Linked DNA regions of Mus musculus: all the other regions are linked to region 2. The links are chromatin contacts, called in public Hi-C maps. All regions are on one chromosome and are shown on one strand. The core of a region is the stretch at or near the end of the contact, and the rest is flanking DNA. Distances in the headings are between cores, read along the strand shown. Region 1 overlaps Acyp2 (acylphosphatase 2, muscle type). Region 2 overlaps Sptbn1 (spectrin beta, non-erythrocytic 1). Region 3 overlaps Acyp2 (acylphosphatase 2, muscle type).

Region 1 (3,749 bases), core at 1,087-3,586, 460 kb after region 2:
AACAAACCCTCTTCTCTCAGACATAAATTGAACAATAACAATCATGTACATTTCAAGATAGGATATACAATTAGTATCTAGTCTATCATATTTGTCAATTAGATAAAGTATTCTACCATCATTCCTAACTTAAAGAGTTACAATTTTGTTCCTGAATTATGTTTAGATTTTAGCTGTAACATCATCTGAAAACCATATTTTTATTTCTGTATCATATCTTTAATGTTAAACAACTTAAGTTTGCTGATGGGGTTATAGTTCGTCTTCAACCTCATCCAAAATTGGAGAATGAATTAAATATTATCTGAGTATATAGGAAGCACAAAATTTAGCTTCTAAAACTTAAACAAATTGTAGAGACAGCTGACTGCTGGGACAATCCTCTAATTTCTTAGAATGTTGGCACATCTGTCTTTAGCCTTTTAGCATAGGGCCATCTGACAGACCTTTGTAAAGTAGGATTATAAAGGATTGTTTATTCTGTATTGGCAGAACTATCAGTTGACTATTTGGCATAGAGTGTTCATTTTGAACAGTATTTTGAAATAGGCAATTTCTGTATTGTGGCTACCTTGCCATGGTAAGTAACCTCGTCTAGAGGTAAAGATGTTGAATTCTTCTTTGAAGGAGAATGGGGAAGCTGTCAGGAGCAGATGTCTCTCATTGTCAAATGATCTTCAATAATGAAATAACATTAAATATCATATTCTGTGTATTTCTGATGTTTTTGAAGACTATCTATCTAAGTGTATTTGAACTGTTAAATTTCAATAACTCTTAGCCATTTCTATTTGAGTAAAGTTGTGTTACTTAATCCTCTGAAACAGTTTATAATAGATCTATTAAAAGGACTGGGTCAAAGCCTTGTATTCTTAAATGTGTTGTATCTACACAATGCCTATCTAAGAGTAACAATATTAATTTTAAACTTTGTATCAACATATAGATTTATATTAATGAAAACCTTAATTTTATATCATTGTAAATTTCATACCAACATATGAAATTATAACATTAATTTGTATAAATTATAAAGATTTCTATCAATGTAAGATTATGGCTATATAATGTTTTGTTCAAGAATAAAATTAGTAATCCATCCCATCTATTTCTTTCCAGGTCGAAATTATGACTATTTCTAAATTATTTCTTAAAACGACAACCTATCTATAATTTATAAAATAACCATAACCAGACACCCAAACCCAAGGGATCAAGATGACGACACTCCACAACTTTTTCCTGTTGAATAGGGGTGACAAAAATTCTTTAAAGGTGTGGGGAGGGGTAGGAAAATTAGAAAATTTGGTTACACTTTAGAAAGCTACCTTTAGCATCTGTTATGTAGTCTCTGTATGTTTAAAAGGCTCAGGGCTTGACTGGATCTGTCTGAAAGGTTGGATGAAGCGAGTTCATCTGAAATCAGCAGCAGCAATCCTAAAGCTGTACTGGAAGCAAGTCTCTGGACAACATCAGGAAGGAGGGAGCTGGAACAGCACGTCAGTTTCGTGTCCCAGTGGATGAATCTTGTCAGAGGTGTAATATATGAATCTCATAACCCAAATTTTACTATCATTAAGATTTTCATGTAGGTTGTGCAGGGTATAGAGTAAAAGATGAAATTTTATTTCTTTTTTTAAAAATTGGGTATTTTCTTTATTTACATTTCAAATGTTATCCCCTTTCCTGGTTTCCCCTCTGAAAAACACCCTCCCCTTATCCCCTCCCCACTCCCCCTACTCACCAACCCACACACTATCACTTCCTGGTCATGGCATTACCCCATACTGGGGCAGAGCCTTCATAGGACAAAGTGCTTCTCCTCCCATTGATGTCCCACTAGGCCATCCTCAGCTGCATACACAGATAGAGCCATGAGTCCCACCATGTGTGTTCTTTGGTTGGTGGTTTAGTCCCTGGGAGCTCTGGGAGTACTGGCTACTTCATATTGTTGTTCCTCCTATGGGGCTGCAAACCCCTTCTGCTCCTTGGGTCCTTTCTCTAGCTCCTTCATTGGGGATCATTTGTTCAGTCCAATGGATGGCTGGGAGCATCTACCTCTGTATTTGTGAGGCACTAGCAGAGCCTCTCAGGAGAGAACTATATCAGGCTCCTGTCAGCAAACACTTGTTGGCATCCACAACAGTCCCTGGGTTTGGTGATTGTAAATGGGATGGATCCCCAGGTGAGTCAGTCTCTAGATGGTCATTTCTTCAGTCTCTACTCCACACTTTGTCTCTGTAACTCCTTCCATGGGTGTTTTGTTCCCCACTTCTAAGATGAATAGAAGTATCCACACTATGATTTTCCTTCTTCTTGAGTTTCATGTGGTTTATCTTGGGTATTCAGAGCTTCTGGGCTTCTGGGCTTTTGGGCTAATATCCACTTATCAGTGAGTGCATATGATGTGTGTTCTTTTGTGATTAGGGTTACCTCACTCAGGATGATATACTCCAGATTCATCCATTTGCCTACGAATTTCATAAATGCATTGTTTCTTGTTTGAGCAGGTAAAAGACAACTGTCTTTTTATGAGTTAGTTTTATCAATAACCAAATGTAATAAATCTTCACTCATGCCATATGAAGGAGGGCATAAAGAATCTTAGGGATTCCATAACCAATAAGATTTATTGTCTCATTTTAGTTGAAGTTTTGGCTAGAGACATTTTTATGTCTACGCCAGTTATTGGGCTGTTCTCAGATCAATTTATCTGTCTTGTTTTAATTTCCCAAAATTTTTGAGACCTTTAGGAGGCCTTTTCTTATCATATCTGATCTATATCTTTCTGGAAGTTGTCTAGAGCCTATTGTTCTTTCTTGTCAATACAAATACAGAGCTTTTTTCCCTTTGATATTTAAAACAGTTTAAAGTAATTAAACCAATCTAAACAAATGTTAACCATTGAGACAGTGTTTCTATTGTCTCCTGCCCTGCCCTTCATGAGATTAAGACCTAAATTATTTATTTATCTGTGTAAATTTGAATTCTCCCTATTATAGAGATTAATATCTCTGTGGGTATATATTGTAGTATGCCTTTTTTTCTCTGTACAGTTCTCAAAGCCTACATTTCTACTTTCTGAGATAGGCTAAGCTCTCTACATTCTGCTTTCAAAATATTTTTTTAAAGATCAAAAGCCTCAATATTTATATATCTCTGTATTTAACTTTAATTAAATTTCTTTTATTTATTTATAAGCCTATTTATAGGCTTTAATTTTTATCATATTAAGCAGACAATCTCAGAAATCGGTGTTGCACATGTTCAAATATCCCGAGAAATTGTCCTGGCAAGACATTTATATATCTTTAAATCATTTATTCATTCATTTTACGTAGCTTCTTTCTTCTGTGAAGCTTAATATCTGTTGTGTCTACTGTCTGCCTCTCTGCCTCTCATCTTAAGCTCTTTGTATTAATTTTGAAACTCAGAGAGAAATTCCCATGTGGCTCAGGCAAAATCTATATATTCCCTTCCATCCTTAAAAACAAATCAGACTTATAAATCTCTATCAGTTATTTATCTGGTAGATGGAAGTAGGTAGCTTTATTGTTTGTTTCTCATTGTCTCTTCCCAGGAGGGTAAATCCCAGCCAGTGGCTGTGTTTCTTTGCTATATAGTTTTGCACGTTGGAACCACATGACTCAGTTCTGCTCACTGAGATAACAGTTCTCACCACTCCTAGATTTATATCATTTGTGTGTGTGCCCAAATATTCCATCCCAGAATACTTAAATTATTAGTAA
Region 2 (3,721 bases), core at 608-3,107:
TACAGCTTCACGCTCATCTGTAAGCAGAGGAGAACTCACTTTACCAACAACCAAGCACTGGCAACAGCAGGTGCAAGCCAGCAAAGCCCCACGGCCCACACAGCAAGAGTGCATCAGCAAAACTAAACTCCAACCAAACCCCCACTTAGCTCTCTACTGTCTGGGAATACTGGGATTTGGACAACCCTTGCACCAGTCAACTCCCAGGTTTGCAGCCAGCAGAATGTAGCAGTTAAACTAAGTCACTGCTACAGATGGATCCCACTGTGCAGCTTGAAACCATGACCCTGGAGCTTAAGAGCGTCATGCTTCACTGACCGTGCTAGCTGGGCCCCTTTGAGCAGAAGCCCTACTCCTAGTACAAACTTGCCTTATGGACGTTTACAACATACAACTTGATGGAATAAGCAGAAACCCCAACAACTGCTGTACTGAAAAAAACCCAGCACATAGTGTGTGAAACTCAATCCTACTGATGGCTGTATAGTCAGTGTGTACTGGGCTCCTAGATTGGTCAGGGGAGCAGTAAACAGTCTAGTATCTGGAAGGCTGTGCTGAGGCCTCCATTCAACCTAGCATAGTAAGGCAGTGAGGCAGAGACCATACTGGGCAAGCTTTTACTGATGTACTCCAAGCCAAGCACCTGCCAAGACACCTGCGCCTCCTGCTGCAGTCAGCAGTTCTTTGAGGTCCAGTCTTTCCCTAAAGCCTATCCATCCAAAAGAGGGCCTTTCTTCATGGATAAGGACTAATCAGAAACAAAGAAACAGAATGGCTGGGGCTGTGGGAAGGAAGAAAAGGCAGTTAAGGGCATAGCAAAAGGAGTTATGCCAGTAATACTATGAGAGGTTGAGATCACATGTATTATTCTTACAATCGTCATTATGAATGGTAACTTTACCACTACAATGGCAAGTGTAGTTCTTGTTGTTGTTTGCTTAAAGTTTGGCTGTTCTGAAAGAGTAGACTGGACCATGTCAAGAGGGATACTTCCTAGACTGTACCTAGAAGACTAATAATTCCTCATTCAAATATCTTTAGGTCTAATTTCTTTAAAATTATGGTTTCTTGAATATGCTGCAAGGAGCTGAAAATGTCTTTATCCTGATGGCTATCCTAGGCTATTAATGAAGGTTTGGGGTTCAAAGTCACTACCGCACCCAATCTATGAAGAGAAGATGATCAAAATAGAAATCTGCTTAGGTTAAAATATTTCTCAATAAGCTAGCGTGTAAAGTATGTTATTGCACAGTTACCAGCATCCCTTGGGGTAACTCACACATTAAAGAAACCCTGGTGACTTCTTTCAGGTTCAGAATCAGCAGAAGCCCTGCCCCGCAGTGACAGCTCAATCCCACGCCCTATGCTCCAAGAAGAGACAGAGGCCAGGGGTGGAGGCAGAGAAAACTGAGCTCGAATAGCCACACCCAAATCTGCATAAGAGGCTCCCCAGAACTGCAGTGTACCTCAGAAGCTCTAGAAAGGGGGAGGGAAAGGAATTAAAAAGTAAAAAGAAGGAGAGGTTTAATTCTTCCTATCTGTGCCTTTCTCCAGTTTCAAGTTGAAGAAGGGTACAAAAAAAAAAAAAAAAAAAAAAAAAGGCTCCCACCACACTGAGAAAGGCAGAAAACTTCTATCCAAGGACTGGACATGAACAACATCCTATACAGAGGAAGGGCAGGGACAAAGCCAGGCCAGCTGATGTGTCATCCTACAACAAAGTATGTGCACAACAACACACTTCTGAAGCAGGAAAGGGGGTGGGGTGGGATTCTACCTCTTGGCCCAGTAGAGGGAGGGAACTGTCTCTAGAGACCCAGTCCTTTGTTCCACCCTTCCTGGGAAGGCAAATGACATCATGCCTGTACTCTTCCTACCCCCTTCCCAGAGAGGCTAGAGGAGATAAGCCAGACGCCTGCAGAGGAACAGAAGGCTGTTGGCAGCGACAATGGAAGACAATCCAGAGGGTTTCCAAGCTCAAGCTGTTGCAGCTGGCCAAGCTCAGGGGAAGGCGGTGGGAGGACAGGGAGCAGCAGCGTTATCCAGTCCTAGGAACATGAGGTCATCACAGCAAATGAGTAAGATGAATATGGAGGCCCTTCACACGCCACACTGACCAGTGGTTGACTATGGTCCCTGGAGAACATGAAGCAGTGCTTATAAACGTTTTTGATAGTGGTGACTGAAGGACAGGTGCTACTAGCAGCTAGGGTGCAGAGGCCAGGGACACGGCTAAATACTCTGCACAGGGTAACCTCTATAACAAAGAATCATCCAGGCCAGGACTGAGAAATTCAGTTTAAAGGTTCTGAGCTTTTATTAATTACAGCAGGAACTTGAGTGTATCAGACTGAATGAGCTGGAGAAGAACACTTGAATTTAGGGTGTTGTTCATGCATCTTTCTCTTTGGGTTACATCAGAGCCTGACAGTTTGACAGTAGAAAGGGTTGCCTGCAGGCATGCTCATTCCACAAGAAGCTGGAGATAGAGTGGAAAAGCAGGTGCAACCCTATGTGACTCAGAATGTTGGTGGGCATTTGGCTTCCCCTGCCACGTCCACTCTCCCTGTACCCTTGAAGGGCCTTGTATGGCTGTTACCAATTCTAATCATACAGATACACCAAAAGAGCTTGTCTAAAGGCTACCTAGTATCAAACAGGATTGTAAAGTAGTCAATGAGGTAACCAGACTATTTTAACTGTTCATTAAATTTGTTCCTGCTGCACTCCCCACCAAAGAAGCACTCTCAACTCAAATCACTTAAGAAATTTATCAGGGATGGTAGGATCATACAATCTAAGGCTGAACAATCCTTTAGAAGCCATCTAAATGCACTTTCTTGAGTGAAATAATCTCTTCAACACTTGAGTAGTCACTTAAAAATTTTAAGCTGAGCCTCTTGGTACAAGCACAGGACCACACAGTGGGTTGGTTCTAAGTCATCCTGGACCACTGTAGTAAAGGCCTGACTGAAAATAACATGTAGGAAGAGGGCACTGGGGTAGCTCAGTGGTACAGTGCTTGCCTAGCATGTGCAAGGTCCATGGTCCAATCAAAAATATCCTCTAAATGAAAAAGATGAGTAACGTCCCAGATGAGGTTTGTAAAATCACATGTAAACATATGTGCCAGGAGGTTATACAACAGATTGTCCAAGGTAATGTCTTGTTTCTAGCTTTTAATACAACCAATGGCACTTATTTAGCAGTGAATATAGCCCAGGCCCAGATCTAAGCATCTATAATTCTCACAACCCTCCCGTGAAGTAGGAACTGACTCAAGCAGGCTGGCTCCAGAGTCAGGCCTCTCAGTGACTGAGCAACATTATCCTGTGTATAAACTGGGTGAGGAGGGAAGACGACGTATTCCCATTATGAGGCAGAGTCACCGTCACTGTCCTAGCCCAATTCTTCTGAGTATGCTTCATCTTTGACACTGAAGACTAGATCAGCCTCTGTAGCCCATGGCCTAAGAGAGCGGGTTTCTTCCTCGTTCATGTCAAGACCCCCAGCTTTCCTCGATTCATCCTCCACACCGACTATTTTTTCAAAAGCCAGCACATCCAGAGAGACAGTGGTTGGAAATTAAAAGTAAAGAAAATGCAAAAAGAACACGCATGGTTAGATAGTAAGCAGGGGGGTGGGGGAGACACACACCAAGTTCATAAGCCTCTCAGAAGCACATACACTCCAAGAAAACTGTCTCTGTAGCTGAGTGTGA
Region 3 (3,877 bases), core at 221-2,720, 420 kb after region 2:
TGAATGCTGATCTAAACTGAGTTACAATCCTGAATTATGTTTGAATTATTATGGTTTTGTAGTCCCATTTGTATTTAACCTGTAACTTTATTAATTGTATTTTGTTCAGATTTATAAGCATTAGATTATATGTAGTTTTATCTCCACACATAAATAACATAGTAGTAAAAATAACTGCGGTCAACACTAGAAGTCCACAGGAATTATTTATTATTCAAGAGTGTGGGCTGTACTCCTCAGCTTAGAGACCACTGCTATGTGGCACACATTAGCTCTATCCAGGATTTTAGAGAAAAGGATAAGAAATGTAGAGGTGACTCAGGGGTGAAGAGCTCTTGCTGTTCCTCCAGAGGATCTGATTTCCCAGCACCTAAATTGTGTGCCTTACAGCTGCCTGTAACTCCAGCTGTAGAGGATCTTCTAGTCTCGCCAGGAACATGCACATGGAAACAATAATAAAATAAGTCTTAAAAAAAAAGATAGAGGAAAGCATGGTTTAAATTCTATTTTTTTTTAAAATTTCAAAGTAGATTTTTCTATGACTTTGCTTCTGACTTGTTTCTCAACTTCAAAGCTCAGTGCAGCCCAGAGAGCGCTCTCTCTTTCAAGGACATTGGAAGCACAAGCACAGAGAGGAGCCATTTCTGTAACAGTTGTGATCCTGGACTGTTTTCACTTTTTATGAAACTGTCAGTTTCTAAGGAGACAGGCTAGTGCCCATGCTTATTACAAGTGGGAGCTGGACAAGAATGTTGGCCAAATGAAGAAGGCATCCATGGCAGGCTGCTCTGTCGACTCACATCACTCTTGTCTGACTCAAAGACTCAGAGATGCTCTGTGAGGAGTGCACTTGGGGACTAGTAAACCCCAAGTCCCACTGAATAGTAAGAATCAACACCCTGGAGAGACTCTGAATAAGAGAAATTGTAAAACAGTATGGACAGTGTTTTAAAATTTTCCAGGAAAAAAACTAACCATGAACCACTTTTATCTTCTTTCCATGTAAACTACTAACTAAAAACAACTATCACAACAACCCAAAATGAAAGTCAAATGCCAATCTAGAACTAAGTATACACGCTGGAAAACAGCATTATTTTGCTTGGAATACTTAAATACCACTTAAACATTTAAAATGTACTACCTAAAAGTTTTAAACTTAACAATTGACAAAAATTAAAAAGATTCTGTACCTCCCACCATCAAATACCATAATTTAAGAAAACATTTTTTTTTTTCGGTTTCTGGGTGGTACAAACCTAGAAGCCAGAAAACATTCCTTGCTCCATTCTTAAGAGTTGATGAAATACATCTGCAAAAACAGTTTGAAAAACTGAGCTTGCCAAAAAAAAAAAAAAAAAACAAAACCTTGCAGTGTTTTCTCATTTCCTCAGTGCTCTTCAAGAGAAAGCAAAGTGAAAGCCAATGAGCTTTTTGAGAAACAGCTTCAGCGACTGTGTATTCATCCATACACACAGCCACAGAGTGAGCTGTAGCAACACCAGTGGACACTTAACTAACCCCAGAAAGCTGATGGGTCACACAGAGTCTTACTCAACACCTAGGCAAGTGACAGTGTTCCTTCTGCTTTCCCTTTCAACTGGAAACCAACTGAGTCCTAAAAAAGAAATTATCTCTTCTTCCAAAGACTAAACATAATTTCTTATCAGCAGGCTGTCTAATGAATTAAGTCAACCTGTAGGCCACTACATTAGTTTAGGCCTCAGCAGTAAGAAGTCTTTAGAGCTAAGAAAGTCATTTCTGTTGTATCTTGCTACTCTGGACAAAATCTAATTTTCTGCCCAATCATAGAAGCCATATGATGCCAAAGGAAAGGACGTCAAACTCTGACAATTAAAAAGAAACACAATAAACTACCATTCACAGTTCTAAAGATCTAAAAAGCAAACAAGAATAACCTTTAAAAAGAAAAAATACAATGAAGGCTTCCATGTAAAGTGAAAATAAGAAATATAAATGGAGAATAGCTTATTATTATCAATGCTTGGATCATAACTAATCAAATTTAGGCATTAAAAAACAAACAATGAAGGGGGCATGCTATGGCTGCAGAAGAAGATGAGTAAAAGAAATTTTTAAAATGTGAGTTAAATTAGAAAGACAATGATATGAGGATAAAAAAGAAGGCTCGAGAGTAAGCATGCCTGAAAGATCCCCTAACTAGATGGTGGGGGTCAGAGTAAAGTGGGAACAGGGTCTCCCTGGGCTGAAGGCACACATAAACCATATGAGGAACACAGCCCATGAGATAAGAGTGGATCTGTGCAAGATCCTGGAACATTCTGTGCTGTAACAATTTTAGCAATGCAGAAATCAGGTGGCTAGATGATTAGTCTTCTCTTTTTAATCCACATTGTATGTATATAAAATTGGCCAATACAGAATGTGTGGAAAAAACATAAAACCCAAGTTTCAAAGAACAAAGTATTGAAAAAATGATGAATAAACTGATAAGAATTATTGTGTATGCTTTGTGTTTTGTATCCTGTTCATTCACTTCAGAGTACTAAGGTCTAATTTAGCATCTTCATTACAGTAGTGTTGTATAGACTATTGAACCCAAGTTAGAAAAATTTCTAACCAAGAGCTTTAATTTGGCCACTGCTACATTCACAACAATGTATACAAGATGCATTGTTGATGGCAAATTTTGTTAACTTGGCTAGACTAAGGTGCTCAATTGTTTTGTCAAAGTCTAGGCTGGTTCTTGCTCTAGAGGTAATTTTTTATTGCTTTTATTTTATTTTATTTTTTTAATAATCCAGTCATTATTCCCCTCTGACAGTTACTCATCCTATTCCCTATTCCCCATTATTTCCAAGATGCTGTCCCCACTGCGTTAATCCTTACCAGACTTCTCCACTCCCTGAGGCCTCAAGTCTCTCAAGGGACTAGCCAAATCCTCTCTCACTGAGACCAGACCAGGCAGTCCTTTGCTGTATATGTGTTGGGGCCTCATACCAGCTAGTCTATGTTGCCTGGTTGGTGGCTCATTGTCAGAAAGATCTCGGGGGTCTGGGTTAGTTGAGACTGCTGGGCTTCCTATGGGGTCGCCCTTCTCCTGTCGAGGTACTTTTTGAATGTGACTAACATTTGCAATCAGTTAATGTCTAGAAAAACACATCTCCACAATGTGAGGGAAGTTTATCCAATAGGTGAAGAAATGAAAAGCAAGGACAGACTTCTGAGATCAAGAATTTTGTCTCCAGATTGTGACATTGAAATTTTGAGTGTATAGTCTTCAGACTTAATAGAAAACAATAAATCTTATCTGAACTTATACTCTGGTAGCCAGTCCAATAAACTTCACATTGCCAACCCCACAAAATGCACAAGTCATTTTCTTTAAATCATTCTTTATACATATATACATATATGTATGTATTCATATATATATATATATAAAACAACAGTCTGGATCTAGGGATATGGTGTTATCACTAAACTGCTTACTATGTACAAGCCTGAATACCTCAGTTCTAGTCTTAAGTGTCCACTTAAACCTGGACTAGCTAAATTGGTGTGCTCCAAGTTCAGTGAGAGAACTTGTCTCAATAAATAAATAAACAAATAAATAAATGAAAGAGCAATCAAGGAAGGAAGAAAGAGGGAAGGGAGGAAGGATGTGAAGAACAATTGAGGAAGGAAGAAGACACCTAACATCAACTTCTGGCAGCCAAACACCCACACACATATACATACACTATATATAAAAAATAAAATTAAAACATGGCATATATTTATACATATATTTATATCATTCTCTTTCTGAACATATACATTCTTTATAGATAGAATAGAATAGATGATGATAGATAGAGAGAGAGAGAGAGACAGAGAGAGACAGAGACAGTCA

What was found. A called contact is a pair of places that touch in the nucleus more often than the background predicts.
Region 1: a contact with region 2 is called in a Hi-C map of the G1E-ER4 cell line, with 2.6 times the contacts expected there. The contact joins two enhancer-like sites.
Region 3: a contact with region 2 is called in a Hi-C map of uterus. The contact joins two enhancer-like sites. A contact is called at or near these places in 1 of 484 Hi-C or Micro-C datasets (uterus) and 2 of 115 datasets of contacts at active chromatin or transcription factors (cardiomyocytes and fibro-adipogenic progenitors).

Annotation. Positions count from the first base shown.
Region 1 is chr11:30,619,770-30,623,518 of GRCm38.p6, forward strand. All of the region lies in intron 3 of Acyp2 (acylphosphatase 2, muscle type), which reads right to left. Among named protein-coding and RNA genes, the nearest start is that of Acyp2, 28 kb to the right of the region's middle. Within about 2 kb of position 2,337, at least 3 of the 459 cell types and tissues checked have an H3K27ac peak or open chromatin away from gene starts, as enhancers often do. A contact at or near this core is called in the G1E-ER4 cell line, where this site is marked.
Region 2 is chr11:30,159,429-30,163,149 of GRCm38.p6, forward strand. Sptbn1 (spectrin beta, non-erythrocytic 1) reads right to left here. Exons shown (of 35, transcript NM_175836.2): 2 at 1-17. Among named protein-coding and RNA genes, the nearest start is that of Sptbn1, 58 kb to the right of the region's middle. Within about 2 kb of position 1,858, at least 156 of the 459 cell types and tissues checked have an H3K27ac peak or open chromatin away from gene starts, as enhancers often do. A contact at or near this core is called in the G1E-ER4 cell line, fibro-adipogenic progenitors and uterus, where this site is marked.
Region 3 is chr11:30,578,796-30,582,672 of GRCm38.p6, forward strand. The region is part of intron 3 of Acyp2 (acylphosphatase 2, muscle type); the gene reads right to left. Among named protein-coding and RNA genes, the nearest start is that of Acyp2, 69 kb to the right of the region's middle. Within about 2 kb of position 1,471, at least 35 of the 459 cell types and tissues checked have an H3K27ac peak or open chromatin away from gene starts, as enhancers often do. A contact at or near this core is called in fibro-adipogenic progenitors and uterus, where this site is marked.